Linked DNA regions of Gossypium hirsutum: region 1 is linked to region 2. The links are chromatin contacts, called in public Hi-C maps. All regions are on one chromosome and are shown on one strand. The core of a region is the stretch at or near the end of the contact, and the rest is flanking DNA. Distances in the headings are between cores, read along the strand shown. Region 1 holds the start of LOC107891983 (PR5-like receptor kinase). Region 2 holds the start of LOC107892037 (protein SAR DEFICIENT 1).

What was found. A called contact is a pair of places that touch in the nucleus more often than the background predicts.
Region 1: a Hi-C map of leaf shows a contact between it and region 2, with 2.1 times the contacts expected there. The contact joins the promoter of LOC107891983 here to the promoter of LOC107892037 in region 2. A contact is called at or near these places in 3 of 34 Hi-C or Micro-C datasets (callus and leaf).

Annotation. Positions count from the first base shown.
Region 1 is chrD09:25,878,488-25,885,418 of Gossypium_hirsutum_v2.1, reverse strand. LOC107891983 (PR5-like receptor kinase) reads left to right here and starts at 4,132. Exons shown (of 5, transcript XM_016816931.2): 1 at 4,132-4,808; 2 at 4,993-5,099; 3 at 5,196-5,225; 4 at 5,536-6,700. The coding sequence starts at 4,132. The coding sequence ends at 6,686. It overlaps LOC107891984 (rust resistance kinase Lr10), which reads right to left and starts at 3,693. Exons shown (of 5, transcript XM_016816935.2): 1 at 3,565-3,693; 2 at 3,166-3,450; 3 at 2,794-3,063; 4 at 1,868-1,900; 5 at 490-1,731. The coding sequence starts at 3,592. The coding sequence ends at 623.
Region 2 is chrD09:25,599,395-25,606,228 of Gossypium_hirsutum_v2.1, reverse strand. LOC107892037 (protein SAR DEFICIENT 1) reads right to left here and starts at 1,369. Exons shown (of 7, transcript XM_016817005.2): 1 at 1,033-1,369; 2 at 826-892; 3 at 158-710. The coding sequence starts at 1,121.

The DNA of each region.
Region 1 (6,931 bases), core at 2,883-5,382, 280 kb before region 2:
TTCTGCATTGAGAAATGATGAGGTTTGATATCAATCTGAGCTCTAGAAAGTAGAATGAATTCATGTTGGGGAAATCCCAAGTGTAACTCCAAGGGTCCATGTTGTGTGTACTGGCCTTTTATTCATTGAAGTTCAATGGAGAAATCGAAATTTTAAGAGATTGCATATCATTTCTCAACTTTCATGGGTTGCATCCCACGTTACGAGCTATCTATTTGAAGACTTTATTAGTTTAACCAAGCTCAGGCCAAGACTAAATATGTGTCCTCTTTAAGTAATTAATAGTAGTTACTCCGAGAGAATGAACAGGTACAAAACTGTTGTCTATCTTAAATTAATAGCACGAATGCAGAGCAAATGAGAGCTACTTGCTAAGGGAAGTTCTCAATTAGTTGCAAAGCATAAGTTGATCAATATGGTCCATCCAATCAGTTGGGCATACTTGGGGACAGACATTGTTGTCCTCAGTTTGAGTAGCAGAGTAATGAGTCGAGCTGAATTTGAATGTATTGTATTTGCTTTGGTAAAATCAAGAACCGAACCAAGTTCAAAATTTTCAGAATACATATATATATATACCATTCTTGTTTGCTTCATTAGCTATATATAATTGAACTCATGTTTACTCAGCAATAACTGCTAGCTCTATATTAACAGGTTTTTTATATTTGAAAGCACTCATCTTCATATGATCTGCGGATGCAAAAGGATTTGGTGGCTTAGTGAGACTGTCTGCTTCACCTTCCAACATTTGAATCACAACTTTCATTGAAGGACGATCTACTGGATACCATTGAATGCACCAAAGTCCAACAATCGTAAGTTTTCTTTCAATCTCAGAATGGCTTTCGTTTTCAATTCTTATTCCTGTCTCTTCTCCGTTGTCCAAATGATTATACGCCCATTCTGGGAAGTACACCTGGCTTGTGTTCTCCACTGTGACATCGATGTTTTTTCTCCCTCCAACCATTTCAAGTAGTAGCATTCCGAAACTATAAACATCTGATTTATATGAAACGTTCCCAAAGTTCCTAGATAAGACCTCGGGTGCTATATAGCCCATGGTTCCTCTGGCTGCTGTCATAGAAACTGCACTTTGATCCTTGGAACACAACTTAGCTAGACCAAAGTCAGATATCTTAGGATTGAAGTTCTGGTCTAACAAAATATTGTGAGGTTTGATGTCGAAATGTAGGATCCGTTGCTCGCAACCTTGATGTAGGTATTCAATCCCTTTGGCTATACCTAAGGCAATATCTTGAAGCTTATTCCAACCAAGGACATGATTCTCACCCTTGGCTGCAAATATGAACTTCTCTAATGACTCATTCGGCAAGTACTCATAAACAAGTGCTCTTTTATATCCATCAGCACAAAATCCGACTAAGCGAGTCACGTTGACATGGTGGATTCTGCTCATGGAACCCACTTCGTTGATGAACTCTTCCCCATTGCCATTGGAGTCATTGAGGATCTTAACAGCTACCAAAACATCATTAGAAAGCCTTCCTTTGAACACGGTTCCATAACCACCCTGCCCGAGTTTGTCCTTGAATTCATTTGTTATCCTCTTAATATCAGCAAAAGAGTATCTTGAGGGCTTAAAAGCTTTATAATCTTCCAAAAACTTTTCAATCTTGCTTTGACTCTCTTTCTTTTTCTTGTCCTGATGGCATACATAGTATAGTCCAATGACAGTCAGTAGAATAAGAAACGAAGCTAGGATTGCACCTGCAGATAAAATATGCTCCAACTTAGTACGTTTCCTCTGATAGCAACTTAAATAGAGGAGAACTGCAATGAAGTTGACAACTCACACAAGCCTTGTGTAAAATCGTATGCAATAACAGAGAGAAACATTGCATACCTGTAATAATTAGCTTTACCTTTGTAGGAAGCCCTGTAAAATAATGGAAGGAAATGTATCAGCTTTCTGTGTTCCTAAATATAATTTTAACCATGACCAAGCGTGTAAAGGCATGCAAGTTAGTGTTACTATGGTATCAGGGGATGAGGAAGAAAACAGGAGTTATATATAGTGAGATTGGTAGGGAACAATAAAATTATGAGTTTTTAACATTCTAATCATAAATCAAGAGCAGGATGATCTTAGCACAAGAGATAGGACCAAATAATTTAATACTCGGAGTGTGTTAGAATTCATATAATATGAGTAATTAAGGTGTCAGTTTATGTAAACATAAAATATAATTATGATACAAAAAGAAATATAAATACACAAATAAAGCATAGTGAAGCTGTAAATTAACTGCTGCGTTTTAGAAGTTCCTGTGTTTAATTCCTGGAAAAGCTTTTTAAATTTATTATGACCTATTTAACTTTCTTGATTTAATAAGAGAGTGAAGTATAGCCAAAATTCTTGTAAAATCAATTAAGGTTTCTTCAGTAAACAATGAACTCCACTTTTAACTCACCCAGCCTGGACTCTTAAACGTGTCAAATTATTGGTTTAAGTTCATAAACTAGTATATAGTATAAGGTTAACTATCACTAAATATGTAATTATACGTATAGTAGGTTGCAAATAAACCAAAAACCAAATGTAACTTATTGTTCAGAATAAAATGTAATTGTACTCGCAAATTATTCTCATTGAAGGAGTAACTAGTTGGTTTACAAATTTGTAGCTTTTCATTCACTACTGGTTTTAGTTTTTAAACTTGTAAAAGTAAATAATTGAAAACATAAGTAAGTTGGTAAACTAATTATAACATGCGTAAGTGTAAAGCAGCCAAGAAACAAACAAGACAGTTGAAGTAGAAGGGCATGTACCTGTTTGGGTGCTGGGTTTGGGGGTGTCATAACACTCTGTTTGAGGTGGTGTACTAACATTCTTCAGTCTACAACTTCTTCCTTGTGCTTCACATTCAAGGCACAAGGGTTTGGACCATTGTAAGCGAATACCAAATTCAAAATATCGAGGAACTGCTGAGATGTCAACAAATTTGGTGCAATTGACGAGGTTAAAGTTGTTGCGAGTATCGGAAGGTAAAGCTATAATTGGACAGGCATCGACTCCATAGCTATCTTTGTCTGACTTTTCTGAACAATTGAACAAGGTAATGTTTTGTAGTTGTTCGAAGAATATGAACGGGGATGCTGATAAATTGAGAGAAGGAAGCTGCTGATAGAGGCAAGTCTCACCATCCGGACCAGATACGTCAATTGTCTGTTTTTCGTAATCTATATACTGGACCGCCATCTTCACTGACCGTGGCAGGTGGAGCATGGTCTGTTTATTTTGGGAGCAGGAGAGTTGGAAGCCAGGATCAGGGTAGCCACAGCGCTGGTCTTTTAACCAGAAGGGAAATCGGACAGGTGGGCCGTAGCGTTTGCAGTTTGTGACCTTGCATTTTTCAGAATCTAGTGCTGCTACACCACCTTCATCCACCATCAACATGAAGGCAACAAGGAGAAGGAACATCATCCCTGTTAACTTGGGGTAGGATAAGCTTAGAAAAGCAAAGAGATGTGGTTTGTGGTTTTAGCATTTATTATTGCATGCAGATATCTAAGAAAATTCCAAGCTGCCTGCTTGCCTACCTTTGGATTGGACTGTTTCAAACTGCATACGCGTAAAAAGTAATATATGCCTCAGATCCAGTAAAAAATAATATATGCCTCAGATCCAGTTCAGTTCAATTAATCAAACTACAAAGCACTATAGATGAAAAACCTACAAAGCCAAAAAGAATGGATAAAATTCACTCAGCTGATCAACTCTGAAATGGAAAGGGTATAAGACAGGTGAAATTAGTAGATATCCAAAAAAGCAAAAAGCAAAATGAGGAATGTGGAAGTCAGAGTCAACCAATTTAATTTCAGGTATTAATTGAAGGAAAGAAATTAAACCAAAGACTTGATGCGGTTGGCATGACTGGGCTTTTGTAGTCCTAGTGCTTGGAAAATTCCAAGCTCTCTTGGCCTGATATATTGACTTATATGAACTGCAAACGCGTACACGTACAGCTATACGCTCCCATTGCAATCAAACAAAGCGACCAACATCTTCACTAAACTGTAAACTTCTTTTGGGCAAGTGATTGGGAGGATTTACGTTTATCATCTTCTCGTCATTCTTCTTCTTCTTTTGGCTTATTAAATTCTAACATGTTAACAAAAGTTGCAGCAACATTAGGCTTGCTTTCCCTTGCTGCTTTCTCATTTTTTGAAGCTGTTAATGGTGCAAGACGACTCACAAGTGTAGGCTGTAACCCCTCTTCCTGCGGAAATTTAACCAACATCAGGTTCCCTTTCAGATTAAAAGCCGACCCTCCCCAGTGTGGCCATCCTTCCTATGAACTGATTTGCCAAAATAACCGCACCTTTTTGAGCAACAATTTGGGTTTCTACGTTGCAGGCATCTTTTATGATGGCTCTGGAACAATTCGATTGGTGGATCAGAGTCTGGACGCTAAACAATGCTCCATTCTTCCTAAATCCCCTGTATGCCGAGAAGTTACTGATTTTATCTATTTTGTGAGTTGCCGAGCACCCATGGCCTCTTCTCTCTACGTCGACGCCGCTCCTTGCGCGAACGCCTCCTCTCCCTACCCTTACTTTTATGCTTTATTTAGCGCCGACTCGCTGAACGCCACTGGTTTTGATGAGTCTTGCACCGTGGAAATCCAGGTGCCGAGACCCGTTCGGTTGCAGTCTTCTAACATCAGCGCTCTGCGTCGTCTATCTATTTTCGATATTCACCGGGAGCTTCTCATGGGTTATGACGTGCCATGGGCATGCGCATACACGCCCCGTTCCAGCAACAACATCACACTTGCCAAAATGTAACACTTCACAACAATCAATCAATTTTATGTTGCCAATGTTGTTGAGGGGAGTCTTTGAAGTGTCCACCATACTTCAATAATTGCTCCTAAAGAAATCGAATTTCTCAACAATGATAAATTTCCTTTTTTACTTTATGGAAAAACGAACATTTTATTTATTGAATTAGTCTTTGAAATGTAGATTATGGCGGTTGAAGTTCATCCTCTACAATTACTTCAATAGCTTTCGAATATTTTTTGCCCACGCCTTTCCATCGCAGGACACTTATATTTATTATTACACTTCAAGTATGCTGCTTTTCAGCCTTCCATTAATTTAGTTTGTTGGAATTCCCTTATTTCTTGCTTTAGAATTACTAATCTTCACTCATTTTCACTTGACAGGGACTCAGGTTGTCTTCCTTATTCTAACAGGTGAGAATCAATTTTACCAACACTTTTTTTTTTTTCTAATTATGCGACCATTAATATAATCAATCATTGGTTTTCATTATATAATTATAACTTGTGGATAAAATACATAATTTTTATTTCTTTAATTTCAATTTCTTTCATGGACCTGACATACAATTTTTTTCTATCATCTATAATAACTTAAAAAGTCATTAATTGAGTTTTTAAAGTCAGTGTGGAATCAACATTACTCTAATTCAGATAAAACAAGAATTTTTTGCCTTTATGCTTTTTATGTTGATGCCTTTGTATTACTGATTTTCTTGTACAGGAGTTGCTATTGCTATTAGAACTTTAATCGGGGTTTCAAGCTTGATTATAGTTGTAGTATTTAAGTTTCGCAGAAGACACTTGTGTGTGGATGATACAATTGAAGAATTTCTTCGAATGCAAAACAAGTTAATGCCCATACGGTATTCTTATTCAGACATAAAGAGAATGACAGAATCTTTTAAAGATAAATTAGGGCAGGGTGGTTTTGGATCTGTATTCAAAGGAAAGCTTCGAAGCGGTCATCTTGTTGCAATAAAGTTGTTAGAATTGTCAAAATCTCAAGGTAAAGATTTTATCAATGAAGTTGCTACCATTGGAAGGATTCATCATGTTAATGTGGTACGACTTGTTGGTTTTTGTGTAGAAGGATCGAAACAAGCTCTTGTTTATGATTTTATGCCAAATAGTTCTTTAGATAAGGTCATATTTTCAAAAGAAAAGGACATCAGTTTGAGTTGGGAAAAAGTATTTGAGATTGCGATCGGAGTGGCTCAAGGAATAGAATACTTGCACCAGGGATGTGATATGCAGATTTTACATTTTGATATCAAACCACATAACATTCTTCTAGATGAAAACTTCACCCCAAAAGTCTCAGATTTTGGTCTTGCAAAATTGCATGCTATAGATAACAGTATAGTGTCTCTCACTGCAGCACGAGGTACTCTCGGATATATTGCTCCAGAATTGTTTTACAAGAACATTGGGAATATCACACATAAGGCTGATGTTTACAGTTTCGGAATGTTGTTAATGGAAATGGCAGGAAGGAGAAGGAATTTGAATGCACAAGCCAGACAATCTAGTGAAATATATTTTCCTTCTTGGATTTATGACCGATTTGATAGAGGGGAGGATTTAGAAGTCGAAGATGCCACTGAGAGCCAAAAGAAAACTGTAAGGAAAATGATCATAGTTGCTTTCTGGTGTATACAAATAAAGCCTGCAGATCGTCCTTCGATGAGTGAGGTTTTGGAAATGCTTGGAGGCGATGTTGAGCTCCTTGAAATACCTCCAAAGCCATTTCTATTATCTATGGAAAGATCATCTGAGGACTTTGAAGATGAGCTCACCACATCAGCCGATGATGCTACTACTATCATGAGCATGGAAGGGGCAGAGTATAATATTCATAGCTCAAATGACTGACTGACTGAGTTAGAGTAAGAATTTCCCTTCTTTCTCTTTGCTATCCTTTTTTTGTTTGCACTTATCACTTGATCTTTAGCCTGTTAATAAGGTTCAAATTCTGAAACTTCCATAAATTTGGTTTATGAAATCCCTATATAGAATAATCATGTTTTTATCTTTTAAGAGCTTACAAGTAGAATACTAATAGCAAATAATGCAGTTATGATCAACTAGAACCAGAGTAAATTCAATAGAAAGCGCAA
Region 2 (6,834 bases), core at 120-2,619:
AGTTGATGTTAATGTTAGCTAAGGTCAGATGCAAAATACAAGAGGTAGTAACCCAAGGAGGGAAATGATTCAATATGGCTTGTTGATAAATAAAAATTAATCAAGATATTAAGCTACTTGACTTTAAAAAATTAGCATCATTAAGAAGGATACTTACATTCGCCACGATGGTCTTTAACAACAAAAGCTTCAGTCATGGCTTCACGAATGCGAACACCTTGGAAACTCTCTTGTGCAACTTTTGCCCCGATTCGGAATTTCCGACTCCGAATCCAGCTCGAGTTGTCCGTAAATTCGATATCTCCGATCGAAGCTACCCCGTCTCTCACTGTGACAGATAACTCTCCGGTGAGCAAGGGTCGTTTCCCAGTCCTCTCCCGCACGATGTTTCTGTCGAATTCTTCACTAGTAAAGTTGTCACGGTCCCCCGACGGAAAGTCGCCGTCCAGAACCACGATATCGACCTTAATAGGGTTCGGGAGAAGCACCGGAGCCCTTTGGTCACCCTTTGTATCCACCAAAGCGACTTGAAGTTGGTTGCTTTCTTCATCCACGATCTTGCTTCCGGTAAAGATAGGCAAGGAAAGGGCTTTAGGGAAAATCAGTCTAAGGGTTGATGGTTCGGGTTCCGCCGCTTGGATTCGTAGCGACGGAGACCGGGTGAAGGATCGGAGCCGGTCTCCAATACTGCGCTCCACTTCCTCATTCACCTGAAAAATCCGTACCGGTAAGGGTAGTTTAATTTTATGAGGAAATGTTTATGCATGAAAGTGAAATTTTAGAGAGTACAATGGATGGAGATATGGTTATTAAAAGAAACCATACCACTTTTCTAAGGACAGGTTCCAAGGCAGTATACAAGTAATTCACCATAACCGCTTGCCCAATCACTCTGTTAAAAAGCAGAAGGAAATTAGCTTTGATGAAACAAGAGGTGTGTACATTAATGGCAAAAGCTTGAGCATAGAAAATAAACAACAAAAGTAGTAATAAAAACAAATAGAGCATTTATTGAAGGTTTGAAAACATTACGAAGCAAAAGAAGGTTTAGGTCTCATCCGTTTCTCCTTTGGCTCATCTGTGTCGGAACAAGATTCATTAAGAAGCCGTTTGCCCGCCATTTCCAAAGATTCAAGGACCAAAACACACACACACACACAAAAAAAACCCCTAACAGATCATAACTGAAGAAAAAGATAGGGATTTTGAGAATATGTCATGGTCTTAAAACGATGTTGTAAGGGGGGAGTTTAAATACATGTCAATAATAATAAAAAGAAGGTTCTTGGAATGTTGGTGGAAACAACTGAGTAACAGCCACGGAGCAACCAAGGTATTTGTCTCATGTTATGAATGACTTTTGGACATCTAAACTCTGCTTTTAAGTCAACTATTTCTATTTATTATTACATTGATATATAAAAAAGAGTTAAAACGACATCTCCAATCCTTAGATATTGATCCAACGGTTAATACAAGTAGAACTTGGATTATGTTGATAAAAAGAGAAAAAAGCAAAAGTTTGTGACAAATGAATAGAGATATATAAAATAATATTATTATGTTTAGACTACTTTTAAGAGGGAAAAAAGTTTGGGAAAAGATCACATAGTCCACAAATGCCTCATTTCTTAGAAGTGTCTGCTTTTGTGTAGGCCCTTGCCATAGTCATCAACTCTTTTCTTCTCTTTTTTGATAATTCAAAGGTTTTCTTTTTTGCATTATTTTAGTCATTATATTTGTGTCATTCTTCAAGTAAAACTGTCCTGCTTGCAATTAGATTATAGTTTTATAATCATCCTTTTTTGCTTGGGATTACGGTACATTTCTACGTGACCGGGCCGAGTTCCGGCTTTAAAAAATTTTCAAGTACATGTTCATTGTTGGGTAGACGTGGCATGTATCAATCAACCACATAGATTGTCCGACGAACTAAGCCATTATTAATGGATTTAAACCATTCAACTTAACTTAAAAATTTGGGAAAAATAATTATGAAGATTTTCCTTAGCATAAAAATCTCTTTTTTTTTTTCAGTAGATAACGCATCTTTAGAGAAAATAATAGAAATTATAAAAGAAAAGTATATTTTCAACTACTACTTAATTATGACGTTTATATTCAAATCATAAAATTTATGATTAGTAATTCAAGAGGGTTCAACGTACACTTTCAAAGAAGGAACAATTCTCTTTTAAGATAAAACGATACAGATGACGTAGTTAATTGTAAAGGTTAATTACAAAACATATGTATACATTGTCTGTCACATAGCCATGCATGATACAAAAATAGGCAAATGGCTCACTCGCAGACGCAGCTCTAGCATAGTCCCCTTCTACTGATCTTCTTCTAAAACAAAATGCCTGAGAAAGAAAAGTAATGAAGTAAGTTCATTTGAACTTAGTAAGTTCCAAATAGCTACAAAACGAATACAAGAACACTGATAATCCACAAGCAATAGTACTCATGAGAATTATAAATAATTTCGTAAGACTTAGTCTTACAAACACAATATGTCCATTCATCAGCCGTAATTTCTGATGGCAACACTTCACCAATTTAAACCTAACACCCATAGTACCTAGGCGGACACATACCACCAATTTATACTTACCTCTCACAATCATGTTAGTTTACCTGTGACTCATCCTTGTGCCAACCTCGGACCTACATTTCAAAATCAAAATCTCATATCCATCGTTTTCATATTCGTATTCACCATAATGCCATTGTTAAATTGAACATGTGTTCTCCCGAAAGGTCGAGTCATGATCTTCCAGTTCGGTTTGTAATATAGTTGTAATGCCCTCCACCTGACCTGAGCCATCGGATCCGAGTAGTGGGTGTTACTTCCTAAGTCGGACATGATCTAGAATTTTCCTACTTGCCTAAGTACTAGACGATCGATGTCTTAATAAAATTTTCTAACTTTTCTTTATAGCTGAATTACCTCATGTATTATTACCTTATAAATTTTTGTACAGTGTAATGTTTACGTTTACAATCATGAATAAAATCTATTGTTCTCGCCTTATATCAGCCTACAATTATACTCTGCCAAGACTTAAATTCGCTTTAAGGATTTTCTTACACTTATACATTATGGCTAATAACATTCATAAGGTTTTCTCAGCCTTTCCATCAGTGTAGACTGCATTTCTGTCACAATCTTTCCTTTAGTCTTCTTTGTATGCATATCAACACGTATCGCCGCTTCAATGGCGTAAGTTCATAAGAACTTAGTGAGGCGTCATCATATATACATTCATCAATATATACATATAATAAGCATACAACATCACGCCATTCATTCATACACATTATTATGATATATCATATCACACTTAATAGAACCAGACAAGCACTCATCAAATTCAGCGCAGCACAAGTATTAGGCTTTTACTTACCTGATACTCTTTCATATTCAATAATCATTCTTACCTTAGTTGGCGTCATTCAACTTACTTACAGGTTTGTTCAAATAATTCACTCTTTCCTTCAGAGTCCGCTATCTTGGCGTTGCCATTACATCTTTGTCCCGAGATCATACCACAGATTGCGCCACTAAGGCGTACACTTCACTTCAGATATCTTTCCTTATCTATGGAAATTGCAGACATGTACTCGATCAACAAATAGCCACAATGGCATCTATGCATCAGATAGCTATTAAAACACCCACCTGCATTCAAACAACCTTCACCACAAAAGCGCACATGTAACAGGAACAACTATTAAGACACCCACCTGCATTCAAACAATCTTCGCTAGAAGGGCTCGCATATCTGAGATTCAGCAACAAAGGCTCACATATCATAAGTTCCCATCACTAGGGCTCGCATATGATAGATCAGCCACCAAGGCTCACATATACCAAGTTAAGCCACAAAGGCTTACATATCAGCTAATAACCATAAAGGCTCACAGAACAACTACAAAGGCTTCCACATATCAGTAACTTAGTGTTTTTGACTATAGAGATTCACCTACACTCATCTTCATGAGGTTTTCCCTTTATTGCCTGATTCTCACCAACCATCCACCACATGACATACTCAAATGTGGTCTTTATTTTCCATATGATGCCATAGAAATATGGCTAAGCCTTACACTATATGGAATTCAAATACTCCATATGATGCCATAGTCCCAGACTAGGTCTTACATGATATGGTCTTCACATGCACCATAAGATGCCATAATCCCAGATTAGGTTTTACACGATATGGTCTTCATTTTCTATGGCCATAGTATTTCACATATCATAATTCATGTTTATTGTCCCGACAGACTCGCACACGCAAGCGGACTCGATATGCAGACTTATGCATGACTGACTCTTTACACAGACTTAGACATGCAGATGCATTTTCTCTTTTATTCATGTGACACACTTCTTTTACACTCATGCATGAATCTTCATGGATAGACTCGTAACAAACACATGACTATATGCATGTACCTAGATCTCATGACAAAAGTACTATACAAATGACATACTCAAGCTCGCCAAAAGCATATTCATCAAGCATATACATCTTAACAAAACAGAGGCATATTATTCATATAATACTTTCTTTCACAATAGAGGCGTATTATCATCTTGGCGTCAAGCCACACATGCAACATATCAGATACACATTTCTTTCACAGAATTAGCATATCACACATAGTTCACATATTCATCACAGGAATGACCACATAGCCCAAAGAATCACACATATACACACATGTATCAATAGTCAAAACACTCGAAGAGTTTATAGAGTTACTCACAGAACCATCACAAGATACATACATAACTTTTTCACCTTATCTTACCATTTACAAGAGAGTGATCTACACACATAATATACTCAGAACCTTATGGAGTCTCACAGAGCCTCACACAACTCACACCATAATCATAGAGCTTTGCGAAGCTTCACCTATTACTCGCCACTAGCACATTAAGATGTTAGATTTGGGCTTCATTCGAGTAGATCGGCAACCCTTAAATGTTAAACCATAGAAAACACATCAAGGTATGCTCTTCTAACTCATTTCTCTTTCTACTTTGAGCACCAAAATCATGTAGCAAAGCACTACTAAACTTGCTCTACTGAGCTAAATAGAACTGCTCTCTGACAGCTTCACTTACATGGCCTGAAGACTTACCTTAGCTGGGGTATCCCAAGGCTGATCCTCCCATTCCAGGCTCATCCTAAAGGATGGGAGGATTTTCCCCCTCAACTCACCCTTTTATAAGCGGAGAATACTTCTCGAGGAAGTAATGAACAATTCTTGGTTAGCTAGATATTTTCTTTGGTTCCAATAGATGTTTGACACGTGTACTAATCCATGTGATCACTAGTTAGATGCTAGACAGTTGTAAGTTCGTGTGTGTAAGAAAATATTTGTGGCTTAGCCTTGAGTCTTCACTTAACCATAGTCCTCAATCATTTCATCAGAATGTTACTAATGGCGTATTACTAATGCTTCGATACATTACGCCTCATTAGCATCGTCTCCTTTATATACCTCCCCAAAGGATATCTCGCATTGTAGGGATTTATATATCTACTAAGTGTTTTAGTGGGTGTTCAATGTTTCAGTTGCTTAAAAACTATAGATCTCACTCGTAGTCTGGCTTTATACTTACTAAGTTTAGGGGAAGTCTTTCTATCTTTCTTTATCTTACTTTTCCGGTGAGAGTTCTCAAAATCTTTGACCAAACCTATACCCTTATTGGGACTAGATAAACATCACATCAATCATTTGGTGGCCTTATTCAAATCTTACCAATTCTAAGAATACTAATCAAGTACTTTCTCTTAGTTCCTAACTATTTTAGTTCATTTTCAATTCAGCTCTAACCATTATTCTCCCATTAGCTCAAAGCCATCGTTACTAAATACATTCATTGTTGATTTAGACTTATATGGTTTATTTCTATGTTTCTTATAACAAATTTTGCCCATCTTGTCTACACCAGTCCTAGGCTTCTAGGGCGAGACCTTCTTAATTCTAAATTACCATGTGCTAACCTAGTGTCTGCCAACATCAAGGTTTCACAGGCGCACTCGCATGGTTTTTATTTTTTAAACTAGCTTTAGTTCTATTCGCCTCTACACTTATTCTATCCGACCTATTCTTTTGAACAATACTTAGATCCTAAGATTTCGTTAGGTGGGATGTTACAATAGTTACCCTATCGAAGGCATCGCAAACATATTTTCTTTCCATAGTTTCACATATCACAAGTTGACTGGTACTGGGTCATGCAACAATGAGGGTATTTTACATCGACAATGACCCTACTCACTCATACACATTAGTTGGATATACACGCAACCAGCCACCACGCATCGGTCTATTTACAGAATAAACAATTTAACGTACACGACCCACATATCATAGAATTTTTCATAACTCAAAGGAAGTAAGAAGGAACTCACTAACAAACTTGAGAACAAAATCTACTCTACTGGTCCTTTGCCTTGATTGCTCGAACCTTTAATAGCTTCTTGAGCTAAATAAGAAACAATTATAATTATTAGACTATTTTTTTGCTATAACTTAGTCATACATGCACTAATGCAAAAAATATAAATTCCCTCGACGTCATCTTAAGGGTTTTCCAGGAATTACCTGTAAGCTGGTACTTATCAATGGCATTTTACTAGCTATTAGAAACTTCTTCGTCTTCTCTAATGAAGATAACTTAAAATTTTCTAGAGACTAAGGGAAGAACTCAGAGAAAAACAAAGGTGAAACATGCTGGTTATTGACATCCCTATATAATATAGAAAACAGGGACAAAACTTAGTGGAAAGGTTAAAAAATCCCACT